Linked DNA regions of Gasterosteus aculeatus: region 1 is linked to region 2. A link is a contact called in public Hi-C data. All regions are on one chromosome and are shown on one strand. Each heading gives the region's core, a stretch centred on a gene start, on an enhancer-like site or on the middle of the called end of the contact. The rest is flanking DNA. Distances are from core to core; before and after follow the strand shown. Region 1 holds the start of LOC120826647. Region 2 overlaps LOC120826414 (glutamate receptor ionotropic, kainate 5).

Evidence for each region. Hi-C and Micro-C count contacts between places; a contact is called where the count stands out from the background.
Region 1: a contact with region 2 is called in a Hi-C map of skeletal muscle, with 4 times the contacts expected there. The contact joins the promoter of LOC120826647 here to the enhancer-like site in region 2. A contact is called at or near these places in 3 of 6 Hi-C or Micro-C datasets (skeletal muscle, tail fin and whole body).

What each region holds. Positions count from the first base shown.
Region 1 is chr10:18,274,910-18,278,612 of fGasAcu3.hap1.1, forward strand. It overlaps LOC120826647, which reads right to left and starts at 2,170. Exons shown (of 2, transcript XM_040189108.2): 1 at 1,624-2,170; 2 at 396-1,545. The coding sequence starts at 1,813. The coding sequence ends at 983.
Region 2 is chr10:18,200,223-18,203,555 of fGasAcu3.hap1.1, forward strand. LOC120826414 (glutamate receptor ionotropic, kainate 5) reads left to right here. Exons shown (of 22, transcript XM_040188676.2): 17 at 108-281; 18 at 1,571-1,736; 19 at 1,884-2,109. Among protein-coding and RNA genes, the nearest start is that of LOC120826348, 28 kb to the right of the region's middle. Within about 2 kb of position 1,634, at least 1 of the 9 cell types and tissues checked has open chromatin away from gene starts, as enhancers often do.

The DNA.
Region 1 (3,703 bases), core at 920-3,419, 75 kb after region 2:
AAAAGACCACAGAAAAGGTTCCAGGGTACTTTCCTCCTCAAGAGCATCCAAAGGGCTTCAGAATGCTGCTCTTCAGTCGTTATATTCTGATGAGTCAATTTATAAGTAATTATTGTCACCATGCTGCTCTTAAAGTGTTAGCGTGTACGTTCTCAGTCATTGTTTAGAAGAACCGTCTCTTCACAAAATGATTTATTTTCACATCATGGTTTTATGTCAAAGGCGTGAAAGTGAAATCCTGCTGAACTGCTATTTTAATCCAGAGCTCCTTTACTGCTGGAGAAGATATGAAGACAAGCAGCCTGTTACGTTTATTTTAATGTGTCAATAAGTAAGTTTCAATGTGACGATCGCTTATTTCAGTTGTAACATTTAACTAAAAACACCAATCAGGGTTTGAGAGGAGGATGGGAAGGATTTTATTTCCAGCGTTAACGTGGTGCAGTACAGCGACAGACAAGAAGGATTATCGCTCAAATACCTCGCGGAGGAGGTCCGCTGCCACGTGTACCGGAGGCTCGGTCGGAAGCATCGCCGCCAGTTACTCACTGCTGGTCGGCCATTGTGCTTCACAGCATCTCCGGTTGATAGGGGGGGGGCTAATGATGGGGGGGGGGGGGGCTAATGATGGGGGCAGTTGGCTTTTCTGCTTTGGGTTAAAAAGCTAAAAGCTCAGATGTGAGATTATTTCCATCATTGAGGTCTCTTGTTCTCGCTGCGGACTCAAAGGGTCTCTCGTGTGAAGGAATGCAATGCATGCTGGGACACGGGCAGCAGGGGGGAGGCTCTCAATCTGTGATAAGTTATATATATAAATATATATAATTGTCCTCCTCCTCCTCCTCCGGACCGGTCGTTGTTCATCTGGTTATAAAAACAAAAGCGAGCGAAACGTTTGACATCCTGAAAAATCTCAGAAAGAGAATCCGTTGTGGAGGACTGACGGAGGAGGAGTGGCAGGACCAGCATGAGGCCACGCCCCTCAGCCCGTCTCCGCCCCCTCGTGCGTGCGGACGTGCCTCTTGTAGTTGGAGTTGTCGCTGAAGCGGCGGCCGCAGTGGGAGCAGCGGTAGGGTTTCTCCCCCGTGTGGATCCTCAGGTGCTTCTGGTAGCCGTCGAAGCGCGTCAGTCTTTTCCCGCAGATGTCGCACGTGTACGACTTGTCCGCCTTGGCCCCGCCCACCTCGCGATGCACCTGCGCGTGCTTGGCCCAGTGGGCCCGCTGGGCGAAGGCGCGCCCGCAGACAGTGCAGATGTAGGAGTCCACCAGGTCGTTCCCCGGAACCACACCCTGGACGTCGGGCTGGAGCGAGGGGCCGGGCAGGGGGTCCGGCTCAGAGTCGCCCGGGTCCCGCAGCCTCGGAGGCGAGGAGGGCTCCTCGTCGCCGTCCCGCTCGCTTCCAGCGCCGCTGCTCGGGAAGAAGGAGAACTTGACGTTGTTGTGCTCCTCCCGCTGAGCCGGCCACGCCTCCTCCTGCTCCTGCTTGATGGGCGGAGCCTCGGCGTCACTGAGCTCGGAGCTCCAGTCCTGCTGCTCGCGGAGAGCTGAGAGAGAGAGAAGAAGAGTCAGGACCCGTTACCCTGAAGGCCTCCGTGCACGTCTACTTCTGCTGTGCATCTCACCCGTCCGCAGGGAGACCCGCGGCTTCCTCGAGAGGTCCAGCAGCCGTCGCTGGCGGGAGATCTCCAGCTCGGAGCGGGAGATCTGCTCCTCGTAGTCGGCGATGGTTCTTCCGAACACGCCGAAGATCTCCTCGGCGGCGGCGGTGAGCCGCTGCGTGATGAGCAGCCTCAGCATCTCGATCTGGGACATGTGCGCGGAGGGCAGACGGCGGAGAACGAGGAGAAGCTCGCGCGGTTGTTTACTCGGTGCACTTCCGGGTTGAGTTTCTGCGCATGCTCAGTGAGCTTTTCTCTGACGAGCGTCTGGTTCGACGTGTCGACCTGCTGCCACCTGCTGGACTGGAGACCACACGCACGTTGAGTGTCATATCTATAAAACATTGATGTGAACAAGAGGAGGGCTTTATTATTTATTATCTCTAATAGTTCCATTCTCCTGAAAACATGACAATGAGGCTTACATTTAGTTATTATTATTATTATTAAGTTATTTCCATCAAACGGATGAACAACCCTCTCACCAGATCAATCAATCAGAGAAGTGTATTTGAAAAGATGAGCAGCGTATTAGTGCAGATCCGGTTTTAGACTGGGACGGGTTATAAAGCCACAGACTACTGATGTTATTTATCAGGAAGCAGGAAACATTTATTGCCATCTTTTTCCTATTTGTAGTGGAGATGAGTGGTACCCGGTGGGGTCTTCTGCTGTTCTAGCCCATCCGCCTCAAGGTTGTGCGTGTTGTGGCTTCACAAATGCTTTGCTGCACACCTCGGTCAAAGTTGCTCTTCTATCAGCTTCAATCAGTCGGCCCATTCTCCCCTGACCTCTGACCTCTAGCATCAACAAGGCATCTTCGCCCACAGGACTGCCGCATACGGTATTTTTTTTCCCTTTTCACACCATTCTTTGTAAACCCTAGAAATGGTCGTGCGTGAAAATCCCAGTAAGTGAGCAGATTGTGAAACACTCAGCCACGCCACGCTCAAAATGGCTTAAATCACCGTTCTTTCCCATCCCACCACTGTCTCACATCATACGTCTGAATCAGACCACATACAGGAGCATCAAACACACGTCCTCTGCATCCCTGTGCGCTATTCCAAAAGATCAGAGGGCCCCTGCACAAAACCAGGATGAGGGATTACGCCGGGATATTCAGGTTATCCTTGATGAATTTAGCTTTGACTTGGTTGCACGAAAGCAGGTTGAATTAAACCCAGGATTATTCTTCGCAGCAGGCTAAAGGCTCTGGCATGCTTCTGCAGCTGCAGCTGCGTCTTCTCGTTGTCGTTGGATTCATTTTAAAGCCCAGTTTATGGTTGCGGGTTTTCAGAGAGACACTCACACGCTTTTTTTACCCGCGTGTCAACAAATTTTTCGACGCAGCCTCCTGCAGCACCGGTGCCACAGGGACGGGCGGGCAGTCGGGCAGGATGAAGTAGTCCGATGCTGCTGAGTGTACTCAGTATTTGTTGGATGTGTACTTGTATGCGTTGGTGGCAGAGGAGAAAACGGCCAACAGCTGAAACCGTAGCCTGAATCTACCTTTGGACCAGCAAAGAGCCACAAAGCAAATACTGCTGAAACTGAGTGATCAAATACTTCACCACGCAGAGTCGACAAACACAAAATCACTTCGGGAAAGTACATTCAGCGTAAGCGCTATGTAGTGGATTCAATGTTCAACTAGAGCCACAAACCAATAGGAAACAAGGTTTCATTAACTTTACTGTTTATTCAGCCGTGCCATTTTATTCCGTTATTTGCATCATATTTCCACGCTATTGGAATCAGTCCAGCACCTGGAAACTGACCAAGCACTCATGTCAAGAGACAAAACCGGAAGTTGGCCTTAACTAGGCCGGATCAGCGAGGTCTGAGGAGATCCATCCGAGAGGTTTTCAATTTAGAATGACTTCAACTTCAACCAAGACTGTGTACAAAACAGTTTCTGTTGTTGGTTGGTTTCCTAATTGGGGCCATTTTGATTGATTTCATCTCTCGTTCCCAACTTCCACCAAAATGTTGAACTGGAAGTTCCTTGTGTGTGGGCCAATGGTTTCTTTAAGTCTGGCCT
Region 2 (3,333 bases), core at 384-2,883:
TGTGTGTGTGTGTGTGTGTGTGTGAGGAACACAGTTACTTAATGCAATCATTCAATCATCCTCATATGAAGGTGATTCATCTCGTGTCCCCCCCCCCCCCCCTGCAGGCTCAGCCCCTACGAGTGGTACAACCCTCACCCGTGCATGCGGGACCGCCGGGACGTCCTGGAGAACCAGTACACGCTGGGGAACAGCCTGTGGTTCCCCGTGGGGGGCTTCATGCAGCAGGGCTCGGAGATCATGCCGCGAGCTCTCTCCACCCGCTGCGTCAGCGGCGTCTGGTGGGTGCAGCGCGGCTGTGGGTGGGGGGGAGGGGGGGGTCTCCCTCCTTCAGCTGAACATTGGCTGAAGGTGAACATGTCCTCATGTGATGTCCCGTTCCGTCTCCGCTGCTCTCGTGTCCTCTGTCCTCCTCCGTAAACCAGCTGCTAACGCTCCAGATGTTTCCTCTGTCTGTTCGGGCGGTTTGGGGACTTCTAACCTGAATAAACCATACAATTCAATATGTGTGTAGATGTTTACTCCTACTTCATATAGTTATTCTTATTATTCTCAGATCATTTATTGCCTCCAACTGTTTCAACAAGTTCCAACAAGTTTAACGAGTGTTCGTTTGCTCGTTAAAAGAGATGAATTTCAACAAAGGTTTTCAAAGCAAACATCCGTCTGTGGAGACTGAAATTACAACTGGTTCCTCGTCCTCCTCCTCCTCCTCGTCCTCCTCCTCCTCCTCCTCCTCCCTTACTCCCAGTAGCTGTGGTCAGACAGATGGAGGAGTGAAGCTGGAGGGACTGGAGCAGCCATTAGTATCAATACTGTGACGGCTCTCAGCCTCATGGAGGCAGAGGGACCTTCGTCAACGTCTGTCTGTCTGTCTGCGTCTGTCTGTCTGTCTGTCTGTCTGTCTGCGTCTGTCTGTCTGTCTGTCTGCGTCTGTCTGTCTGCGTCTGTCTGTCTGCGTCTGTCTGTCTGTCTGTCTGCGTCTGTCTGTCTGCGTCTGTCTGTCTGCGTCTGTCTGTCTGTCTGTCTGTCTGTCTGCGTCTGTCTGTCTGTCTGTCTGTCTGTCTGTCTGCGTCTGTCTGTCTGTCTGTCTGTCTGTCTGCGTCTGTCTGTCTGCGTCTGTCTGTCTGTCTGTCTGCGTCTGTCTGTCTGTCTGCGTCTGTCTGTCTGCGTCTGTCTGTCTGCGTCTGTCTGTCTGTCTGTCTGTCTGTCTGTCTGTCTGTCTGCGTCTGTCTGTCTGTCTGTCTGTCTGTCTGCGTCTGTCTGTCTGTCTGTCTGTCTGTCTGTCTGACTAACAAATGTAACTAAACTACGACATCATCAAGTAAACATATTTACGATCACACTCAGTCCAACCAATCAGAATTGATCATTTTCAGGGAACTGATTGAACGTAATCACCTGTCTGCGTCTGTCTGTCTGTCTGTCTGTCTGTCTGTCCCCATCATGTCCCTCGGGCCTCGCTCATCTCTCCGGTGCTGCTCCTCCCGCGTTCATGGTGATGATTGATGATTGATGAGTTCTTGGGGGAAAAGTAGGTGGAAGCTGATGTTCCTCTCTGCTCCCTCAGGTGGGCCTTCACCCTCATCATCATCTCCTCCTACACGGCCAACCTGGCGGCCTTTCTCACCGTGCAGAGGATGGAGGCCCCCATCGAGTCTCCGGACGATCTGGCCGACCAGACAAACATCCAGTACGGCACCATCCACGGGGGGTCCACCATGACCTTCTTCATGGTGAGCCGGGGGGCCTCGGATCAATGTCTGGGTTGAGTTCCAGCAGTCATACTTTGAGGAAGGAGGAACATTTGATGACTTACCTTCAATCTTGGAACCCACCAAAGGTACCAGGATGTTCAGTGACCCCCCCCCTTATTCCTCCAGAACTCGCGGTACCAGACGTACCAGCGGATGTGGAACTACATGTACTCCAAGCAGCCCAGCGTGTTCGTGAAGAGCACGGAGGAGGGCATCGCCCGCGTCCTCAACTCCAGGTACGCCTTCCTGATGGAGAGCACCATGAACGAGTACTACCGCAGCCTCAACTGCAACCTCACGCAGATCGGAGGGCTGCTGGACACCAAGGGATACGGCATCGGCATGCCCCTGGGTGAGTGACAGGGGGCGGGGCCTTCTGCTGGGGGGGCGTTCCTCTACTGATGGGGGGGCGCAAGTAGAGAGAATTCCACAACACGTTTAGACAAGAGTTTAGAGCTCAGAGAGAAAGACGGAATGAAACCAGTTTCTACATTTATCTTCAGCCTCCCTCATGTTCTTCTGGTAAAAGTTATCCAGAAAACATGTTGGTCCTTGGTGGTGTTTCTCCCTCTTCTCATCATGCTGGTCTCGGACAAATTAAAGCCAGCCTGCAGAGTGTTTCGTGCATAGCTTAGCATCGCTAACAGAGGTGGGAGGAACAGATTTGATCAGGGGTCAGTTCAGTCTCACTCATTTCAAATGCACACAGAAAGATTCACAAGGATTTGTGCATCCGTCCGTTTTGTATTTGTGAGTCTTTCTGTGTGCATTTGAAATTATTGAGACTGAACTGACTCCATAGAGAGAAGAATGGAACAAGGAGGAGTGTTGGAGCTCGGGGCCCCCCCCCCTCGCTGTCTCCCATGCTAACCGAATAGCATTAGCTTCAAAAGAGAAGAATAGAAGGTGCAGCTGCTCTAAAGTCGTTTGGTCTTGGTGTTCGATCCCTGAGGTGGTAATTAGTGAAAACATGAACCATCACTGGAATCCACCCAGATCCTATTCTGCCCTCAAGAAGGATCAATCCCAACCCAGCAGGTGAAACAGAACCCAGGAGGCGATCAGAGGAAACTGGTGAACAATTGGTGTTACTTCACGTATCTCAGTGGAACCTGGTGAGACGACAGCAGACCGAAGGAAAAGGCGTGTGAGTTCAGACAAGACAGGGATTTATTCACCCAATCAATCAAGTTCTAAAACAAATATTAAAAAACGACACGTTTGTATCTGAATGGGTTTTACTGATGGGACGAGTTTTCACGTCATCGTTGATTAAGTAAAAATAGCAGTGATAAAATATAAAGACACAAATAAAAGTCTGTGATTGAGAATATTTGGTTTGGTTTTCGGTAGTTAGACGTAATGTGAGGAAACACGTTCTCAAAAAGTGTGAGGAAGGGAAACAACGTCCATCCACTTGGAAAAGGCTGAAGAGAAGGAAGTCCGGCTGAGACGGAGGCCTTCTGCCTCGCGTCCAACCAAGTCTTCCTCATCCTTCACCCTGGAGACAGACAAGCTTTGGGTTTGTTCTTATTGGATCAGGACAGACGGTGGATGAAGAGGTTCTGATGGATGC